Regions from separate parts of the Mus musculus genome. Here all the other regions are linked to region 2. A link is a contact called in public Hi-C and promoter capture Hi-C data. All regions are on one chromosome and are shown on one strand. The core of a region is the stretch at or near the end of the contact, and the rest is flanking DNA. Distances in the headings are between cores, read along the strand shown.

Region 1 (2,700 bases), core at 65-2,564, 4.7 Mb before region 2:
GATGCTTAACACATCTACTACAGGGACTAATTAGGATTTCAAAAGCAGTGAGATCAGTTGCTGCACTAAAAGAATCTCATTAGTGCTTCTTCATCTAGTGAAGGCAAATTCCATGACACAGAACGGATCGTAAAACATGATGAAGACCTGGCATGTAGAAAATACACAGGGGCACGAGGTTTAAATAATAAAAGAATACACCTTCCACCTTTGTCCGTTTATCTGATCATGTACACTCGGTACTCAATTTATAGCATCATTAAGCCCAGGCTCAGCACTGTACTTCTTCTAAGACCTGCCACCTTGCCAATCTTAAATAACTGGGAGACTAGATGCCCTGAGAAATGATCCAAATCTATTTTGCCAGGGGGCGGGGGTGGGGGTGGGGGTGTGGAGCTCGTTCATGCTAAAAGTATCTGATGCTCAAAGCATCAGAAACAGTCGGCTCCTGCAGAAAAGCTTTGGCAGTTTGGGGCAGAAACTTAAAAGAACAAGCAAATTATATCCTCACCTTACCAAAACAGGTGAAAAGCTCTCTTACATCCTAGCCAGCAAACACTAACAAAGAAGGGCGATGGTTGGCTAGGGGAACTTTTGGTCTCTTTGTCATCTTTGTCTTCCCAATATCGTCATTTCTCATTTTCTTGGTTGCAGAATTTCACTTTTCTCCATCCAAAGACCCTCCTTCTCGCTCGGGAGTTTTTGGTCTTTTTCTGCTCTGCAGGCCCCGAAAGTCTGGGGCCTCACTTGCCAAGGGAAGCCACTGGAACCTTGCCTAGGTAGGGCACGGACGGTGACATAGCGGGAGCACTGAGCCCCCGAGATCTGCTGGCGTCACCGCCGCAGCGGCCTCCCGCGACGCCCTAGTACGGGAATTCCACAGGGGACGCGCGCGGTGCCCCGACGGGCGGAGCACGGAGAGGGCGCCCGGTGCTCTGGGCATTTTGGATCTGTCGGACGAAACAGCGCCGATCCGGTAGGCCGAACAAACTCCGGGTCGGTGCGCCCGAGGATGCCCCACGTAACTCTCCTGCGCACGCGCCGCGGGTTGCGGGGAGGGAGCTGCGGGGAGGCGGGAGGGGCCGGGGGGGCGCGGGGCGCGGCGCGGCGCGGCGCGGCGCCTAGCGCAGCGGACGCGAGCAGCCCTGTCCGGACAGCCGGCGGGCTCCTGGGCGCGGCGGCGGCGCGGGGCGCGGGGCATGCGGCGCGGCGTCGTGACGTCACGGTGGCGGCGGCCGTGGTTGGCGCAGGGTCCGCTGCTGCAAAGTGTGAATTACGCCGGGCTCGCGCCGGCGGCGGAGCGGAGTGAGGCTCGGGGGAGGGGAGGGGGCAGGGCTCCGGCGGCCGAACTGCTCTACGCTCCGCGCCCGTGCTCGCGGCCCGGGCCAGCTCTCGCGCCGCGGAGCGCCTGGGCGGCGGGTTCCCCTTTAACGCCGCCCGCCCGGCTTCCCGAGCCCGCTGCAGCCCTTCCCGCCGCCAGCCGCGCGGAGGGCCGGGAGGCGTCGGCGGCCACTAGCGCCGCCCGCCCCGCGCGCGCCTCGGCCCCGGGTCCCCGCGGCGCGGCCCCCTCGTAGCGCAGGGGCGGGCGACCGCGGACTGGCGGGCGCCGCGCGGATCCAAGGCGGACGTGTTCAATGGAAGTATGCTACCAGCTGCCGGTGCTGCCCCTGGACAGGCCGGTCCCCCAGCACGTCCTCAGCCGCCGAGGAGCCATCAGCTTCAGCTCCAGCTCCGCGCTCTTCGGCTGCCCGCATCCCCGGCAGCTCTCGCAGGTAACCGCCGCCCCGGGGCCCGCAGCTCGGTGCTTTTGTCTTCTGGAGGGACTCGGGCCATTGTTCCCGCCTCGGTAGGCTGGCCTCCCCTTCCCGGAGTCTTTCACCCTCGGCTGTGCTCGGTGCCCCTGGCCTCTGCGACCCTCGCCGCGGCTAACCCGTCACGCCCGCTGGTAGCCCCAAGCCATGACTTTATCCTCCCCTCCTTTCTCTGTGTCTCCTACCAGTTGGGCCTCTTGTCCCCTTAGTCATGACCCTGAGCTCACCTTTTCGCCCCCCACCCCCTAGCCCTCCCCCACACCTGTGCAGGTTCTCGAGCCTTGCAGCGCTGCGGGTGCTGAGTTTCTCAGAACAATAGGCCTAGTGGTCCCATTGTGGTCCTCACCCGAACTGCGAACTGCTGCTTTGTAGGGAAGGGGCCTAGGTGTCAGGAACTAGTGTGCAAAGTTGATGGTTTCCAATCAGTTTTCTCGCTTGATAAAGGCGGCTTTAGTTCAGAAACCACTGATGAGCATTCACAAAGGACTTTGTTTCCGATGGCCCAACACCAGTTGCTGTTGAACATTAAAAAAAAAAAAATTTTTTTCTGTGACGTCCTTGGCTCAGCTCTTTAGTTGGGTTAAATTTGGTTGCCAGATTTAGAATAAAGAGGAAGAATTTTACTTTGTTTACATATGAACCTGGTGCCCTCATTGCCTGCTGCCAGAAGTTCTGTGTTTATGAGATTACTTTTGGGACGGGTACTGGAGGAGTGTGCTTACATTTGCTGGTCTAGACTCCAATCAGTGAGCCTCAGCCATTCATCCATCCATCCATCCATCCATTCATTCGTTTATTTGTGTGCTTGTTTATGGCAGGGCCTTTCTAAATTGTTCAGTCTTGCCTTTAACTCATGATCTTCCTGCTTCAGACTTCCAAGTACCAGGCC
Region 2 (2,700 bases), core at 137-2,636:
TGTAGATGCCCATTAGAGGAGGGAAAGAAGAGGTGAGGGTAGGGTGGGGGGAATAAAAGTGGAAAAAGGTCCCAGGAGTAACATTTCCAAATATGAACCGACACTAACTGGCATCTACACCCAGGAAAAGGGGGGAATCCAAGTGCCAACAAGCCAGCGCCTCCCACTGGGCCAGGACAGGACACTCAGCAGAGTTCTGGAAGGCAGGCTTCTCCTGTTAAGACTCCTATTTCCTATGCCTTGGCCACCCACGGTCTTGAGGATGGTAATAGCTTCAAGCCAGGAGCTGTGAGGAGTCATAAGAGGCTATTCGCTGTGACTGTAAACTAGCAATTTTGTTTATTTTTGAAGTATTGGCTCTTTCTGAACCTCCTTGTACTAGCTGAATTTTAATTCGCACGATCCCATACTGTTCCCCTTTCCCTGCGTTGTGGAATCCTTCCAAGTTTTGCCAGGAACGGTTAAATCACTATGACTGAACTGCTTTAAATGGACGTTGTTGTTTGAAAAAAATCCGAACCATAGCAAAGAACGAAGCAAACATCCTTATAAAACCAGATAAAGCTTACTAAGTAATTTCACCACTTAGTCTGAACGGCACAAAATGACCCCTCTCTGTGTGACCGCAAATCTCAGGTCTAGAAAGTAGAAAGATTCTAAATTAAGCCAACAAATCCAATCTTACTTCCCAATTCTTAATTCTCGATGAAGAATGTCCCCTTCTAAAAACTACTACTTTAGAGGAGGTGTGGAAAGTTTTCTCTTTTCCTCTTTCATTCCGAAGAACTGGCATGAAAGTTCTTCAAAACAGGAATGAAGTTCTGCAGAGCGGTCGGTCCTTAAGCGAGTCCAGAGCAGAGCGCGAATTCCTGGGCGCTCGCTCCGGGTGCTCCTTTGTGGCCAGGGCCGCGCGGTGGCCGGTCGGTGGGGCCCCCGCATCCATCCCGGCCCCTCCGGGTCCGGAGTCTCGGCGCAGTGGGGGTGGTGGACCCAGCACCCTCGGGCGGGCCTCGCCCTCCCCATCCCCGCTCACCGCTTTGAGATCCAGGACGCCGTCCTGCGCCTCCTGCAGCAACGACACGAATTTGGTGGTAAGCAAGCCCAGGCTCTTCTCGTGCCGGCTGCTGCCCCCCGCGAGCGCCGCGGACGGCTGCGAGGATGGCGCCCCATGCGGCGGCGGCTGAGCCTGGGCCTGCGGCGTGGGCTGAGCAGAGCTCGTGGGCTCCGCCGCCGCCATCACCGCCGCGGCCCTGCTGTCCTCTGGCGAGGAGCCGCTCCGCCACCGGCAGAGGAGGTGCGCGGACTCCGCTCCCCGCCCACGGCGCGCCCCGCGTCCACCAGTCCCCGGAGCCGCGCGGCTCGCGCACGGCACCACAGAGCGCGCGGATTCACACGAGCGGCCAGCGCCGCGAGGGTGGGCCCGAGTTTAAATGGCAGGAAGTGACGCCGCGCGGCGTTGCCTAGTAACGCACTCTCCGCGGAGGGGCGGGGCAGTCGGGTTCCCTCAGGCGGAGCGTGCTTTTGGTCGGCCTGGAGCGCTCATCCCTGATCAGGTGCAAGTATTGTAAGGCTCATCTTCGCGTAAATAGGAGAACGCCGCGTCCCGGAAGGTTTTGGGACTCTGACCTTCAGTCTTTTCCAAAGCCTTTTCTGCAAACAGAAGCACCTGAGCCTTGACGGTGAAGGAAGTAGACCCCCAGCTCTTTCCTTACCTGCCTTTAGTGTTCTTTACAAAATTATACTCTTTTGCTCCCCAATAATTCTATTATTGAGACAATCGCAGCATCTTTTGACTTATTGACATCGTAAACTATGGCTCGATAGTAAGATCACAGATATAAGAGGAGGAAATGTGCTCCCACATTTTTTATTTGCAAACTTGAGACTCAGGATTAAAATCTTCAACACCTTGGGTGGGTAAGATGGGTCGGGGTAGTGTGGGGAGCAACCTCTCAGAGGCAAAGGGAAGGGGGTATGGGATGAAGAACTTTTGGAGGGGCTACCTGGAAGGGGGGGTAACATTTGGAATGTAAATAAATAAAAGTTTACAAAAAACAAAAAACAAAAACAAAAAAAAACCCAAGATCTTAAACAACTTGGTATTCGCACCTGTTGAATATCCTTCACACTTAACAAGTAGTAGGTGACTAAAAACATCATTTGGCAGGAATTAATGAAGACATATCCTTCATGCAAGAATGCCCAAATTAACAGTAGGGAAAAAAAAAAACAAAAAAACAAAACGCGAGGAGAAACTGACAGCATTAACTAGTAAATCCTGAAAACAATTTTAAACCAAAATTTTTCCAGGCGTCTGGAGCAAAACTTCTGTAGGGGAAGCATTTTCCTTCAGAGCTGCAACACTTAAAATCCCCGTCTGCCCCCCCAATCCACCTGCAGATTCTATTCCACTGACCCTTTCCAGAGAGATACCCTCTTTAGCCTGTCTTGTTACTTAGTCTTTCTGGGTCTGGGGATTGTAGCATTATGTTTACTTTACAGCTAAGATCCACTTATAAGTGAGTATGTACCATGTTCATCTTTCTGAGTTTGGGTTACTTCACTCAGGATGAGGTTTTTGAGTTCCATCAATTTGCCAGTATATTTCATGATGTCATTTTTTTTTTTAAACAACCGAGTAATACTCCATTGTGATAATGTACCACTTATTTTATCTTTAAATCCATTGTTCGATTGAGG
Region 3 (2,700 bases), core at 182-2,681, 4.6 Mb before region 2:
AGATTAACATTAGCAAAAACAGCGAATTTTCCTTTCTGGATTACTGAGTCACCTTTTATTAGAATATTGGGCAAGTCTTCACTTACTCAGCCAGATAGGTTGTGCTGTACTGGGTATGCCCCTTGGACTTAGTATATTTACTTTTTTTTTTTTTTTTTCCTGCTTTCTACATTCACTGTTTTTAATTTAGGCTCAATGTTCTCTTACCACTAATCCCTGTCTTGGCTTTGTGAATAAAGCACACAGACTGGCTTTTGCCTGTAGGTGAGATGGTTATTTAGAGTCTTGTTCTTGTTTTCTACCAAGCTTTACTTTGGACTTGTTTTCATTTTGGGTTTTAATAATAAGATAACCAAGAGCACGGGAACATTAAGAAACTCAAGAGATGGACTCTTTTGTTCTTCTTCTTCTTCTTCTTTTTTTTTCTTTTTAAGTCAAGGTTTCTGTGAAGCTTTAGTTAGCCTAAACTGGGCTTGAACTTGAAATGGTCTGCCTTCAGCCTTTACCTACTTAGTGCTCAGATTCCGCCGTGGCGGTCTGGTTTATAAATTCACTTACAAAATATTGGAGATAATAGCGTAGAATACAGTCCGGTGTGGTGTCTTCCACATCCTTTCCAAATTAAAGCCCTTTCAAATTCCTTGTAACAAGAATAACAACAAAGTCCCTGTAACTTTAATGTATGAGCAACACGTCAGAATAAGATTGTAGAAACGAAGATCAAAAAGGAGTGTGGATGGATGTATTATTTTCAGATTAGCCTGCGAGACTTGGATAACAATTTCAGAAATACTTTGGAAAATAAAACGTACCTAGAGCAACTCCTCGGTAACTAGTATCGATAAAACAAGTATGTCTTTACTTTGATAAATAGAAAACAGCATTAACAAAACTTCATGATGAACTGGAGAACTCTCTTAACACAAGTCTCTGACAAGAGAAAAGACAAAATTCTTTTCAATGTCAAATCACTTAGGCCAACCCAACAAAAGCACTTCGCATCCCTCGCTTTGCTAGAAAGCAGCACTGAAAAGAAATGAACGAAATCCAGAGAGGCCAAACAGTGTCGACGTTCATAGTAAAAACTACAAAAAAACGTCCGAAGATTCTGGGTAAAGACGCACAGACGTGGATGAAGGGTTACAGGTTGTTTTATCAGACCTGGAAGACTTGCTGAAGATAAACTATTCTGTTCGCGTGTCTGCACACAGAAGCAGAAGCCCTTCCTGCCGCGGGAACCCTGGGAATTGTAGTCGCGGAGCCACGATGGCTGTAAATTTGTTTAGCACTCCGTGGACGGCGAGCCCTTGGTTCCAATTCAGTGTTCTGGGTCCTCATAGGTCCGGTCTAGCTCACCAATGAGCTACTAGGTTTGAGAACATCCCGCCTCTGGTTGGGTGTCCTTCCTCACGTTGCTTCATTTTCAGCCAATGGGATAATAAAGCCAGCAGAGGTGACAGGGTCACCGCGGAGCCTGCAGCTCCTCCGCCGCCAGCGACTCAGCCCTGTGGTTCTTTGAGTCGGGCCGTGGCTCGGGGTCTTCGCCGCCCGTTGTCCGCCGTGGTGGGTGCGGCTCTGATGCTGCGGCAGGCTCCGGACGCCCGGAGCTCTGGAGGGTACGTAGCCGGGGCCGAGGTGGGGCCGAGGGGCCGCTGCTGCGCGGGCCGGCCGCTGCGCCCGCCTCCTGCCGGCATCCCGCGGGCTGCCTCGGACGGCTCCGGACGTGCTCTTCTCTCCTCTTCCTTCTGACCAGCCAGCCCGCCCTACGAGTAGCGGGTGTCCATGTCGCGGCGTTCTTTCTGTAAATCTGCGAGCCTCTGCGCGCAGGCCTCCATTCAAGAGAAACTCGTGTACACAGGTGGTGGGCATTTGTGCACTTAGCTGCTCCTTTGGTGATACTGTCTCCTCAGCGCTTGCAGTAGAAGTTTCCCACTGGGTTAGTTCTGTGCTTGCATGGTACTTGCCAGACATTTTACTGTCTTGCCTTTTTTTTTTCCCACCCTGTTACCCGCTCAAAACTGCTACCTGAAGAAACTGAGGCTTGGAGACGGTAATTCAATTCCAAAAGAGTTACAGTTATAATTGCAAGGAGAAGCCAGATCGGGTCTCGGCGTTTGATAGTGGTAGTTGCTTTTCAACCCGGCTTAATCATTAAGGATTTAGGATAAGTGTGTGCCCGCAGCAGCTCTTAGCACGTGAGGGCTAAATACTTCTATTAACTAAGTGGTGATTCTTAGCTATAAGAAAAGGAATACCTTTCTGACATCTGCCCAGACACTGATGTCTCGCGTGTCTCTAACTCCGTGCTTCAAGACTTCTTGCCCGTTGGCATCCTCATCTGGAAGCTGGTTGGACATCTCAGATTCCCAGACCCACTTACACCCACTGAGCTTGAACTTACTTTTGGCAAGGTCCCTTAGGTGATCGCAGTGTCCTTAAAGTTTGCGAAGGGTTCTGTTTGTCAACATAGAGCCAAGGAAGAGAAAATAAGTTTGGGTCGTGATGGTATGCCTTTAATCCCTGCTTTGGTAGCTATTGGCAGGCAGATCCCTCCTAGTTTCAGGCTCATCTCAACTACATAGGTCAGCCAGAGCTAAGTAAGGAGAAGAAAAAGTAAAGGCATACGTCCTATGCACTGTGACCTCTACTCAGACTGAGATACAGAAAAATGAGAACAAAGCTTTTGTCATTTGCACGACG

What was found. Promoter capture Hi-C pulls out the DNA fragments that hold promoters and counts their contacts. Hi-C and Micro-C count contacts between places; a contact is called where the count stands out from the background.
Region 1: a contact with region 2 is called in a Hi-C map of rod photoreceptor, with 5 times the contacts expected there. The contact joins the promoter of Pde7a here to the promoter of E2f5 in region 2. A contact is called at or near these places in 3 of 39 promoter capture datasets (cranial neural crest, frontonasal cranial neural crest and pre-B cells) and 1 of 484 Hi-C or Micro-C datasets (rod photoreceptor).
Region 3: a promoter capture Hi-C map of pre-B cells shows a contact between it and region 2. The contact joins the promoter of Armc1 here to the promoter of E2f5 in region 2. A contact is called at or near these places in 2 of 39 promoter capture datasets (frontonasal cranial neural crest and pre-B cells).

What each region holds. Positions count from the first base shown.
Region 1 is chr3:19,309,936-19,312,635 of GRCm38.p6, reverse strand. It overlaps Pde7a (phosphodiesterase 7A), which reads left to right and starts at 1,314. Exons shown (of 13, transcript NM_001122759.2): 1 at 1,314-1,772. The coding sequence starts at 1,635.
Region 2 is chr3:14,577,357-14,580,056 of GRCm38.p6, reverse strand. E2f5 (E2F transcription factor 5) reads right to left here and starts at 1,386. Exons shown (of 8, transcript NM_007892.2): 1 at 1,034-1,386. The coding sequence starts at 1,237.
Region 3 is chr3:19,161,826-19,164,525 of GRCm38.p6, reverse strand. It overlaps Armc1 (armadillo repeat containing 1), which reads left to right and starts at 1,431. Exons shown (of 7, transcript NM_028840.3): 1 at 1,431-1,616.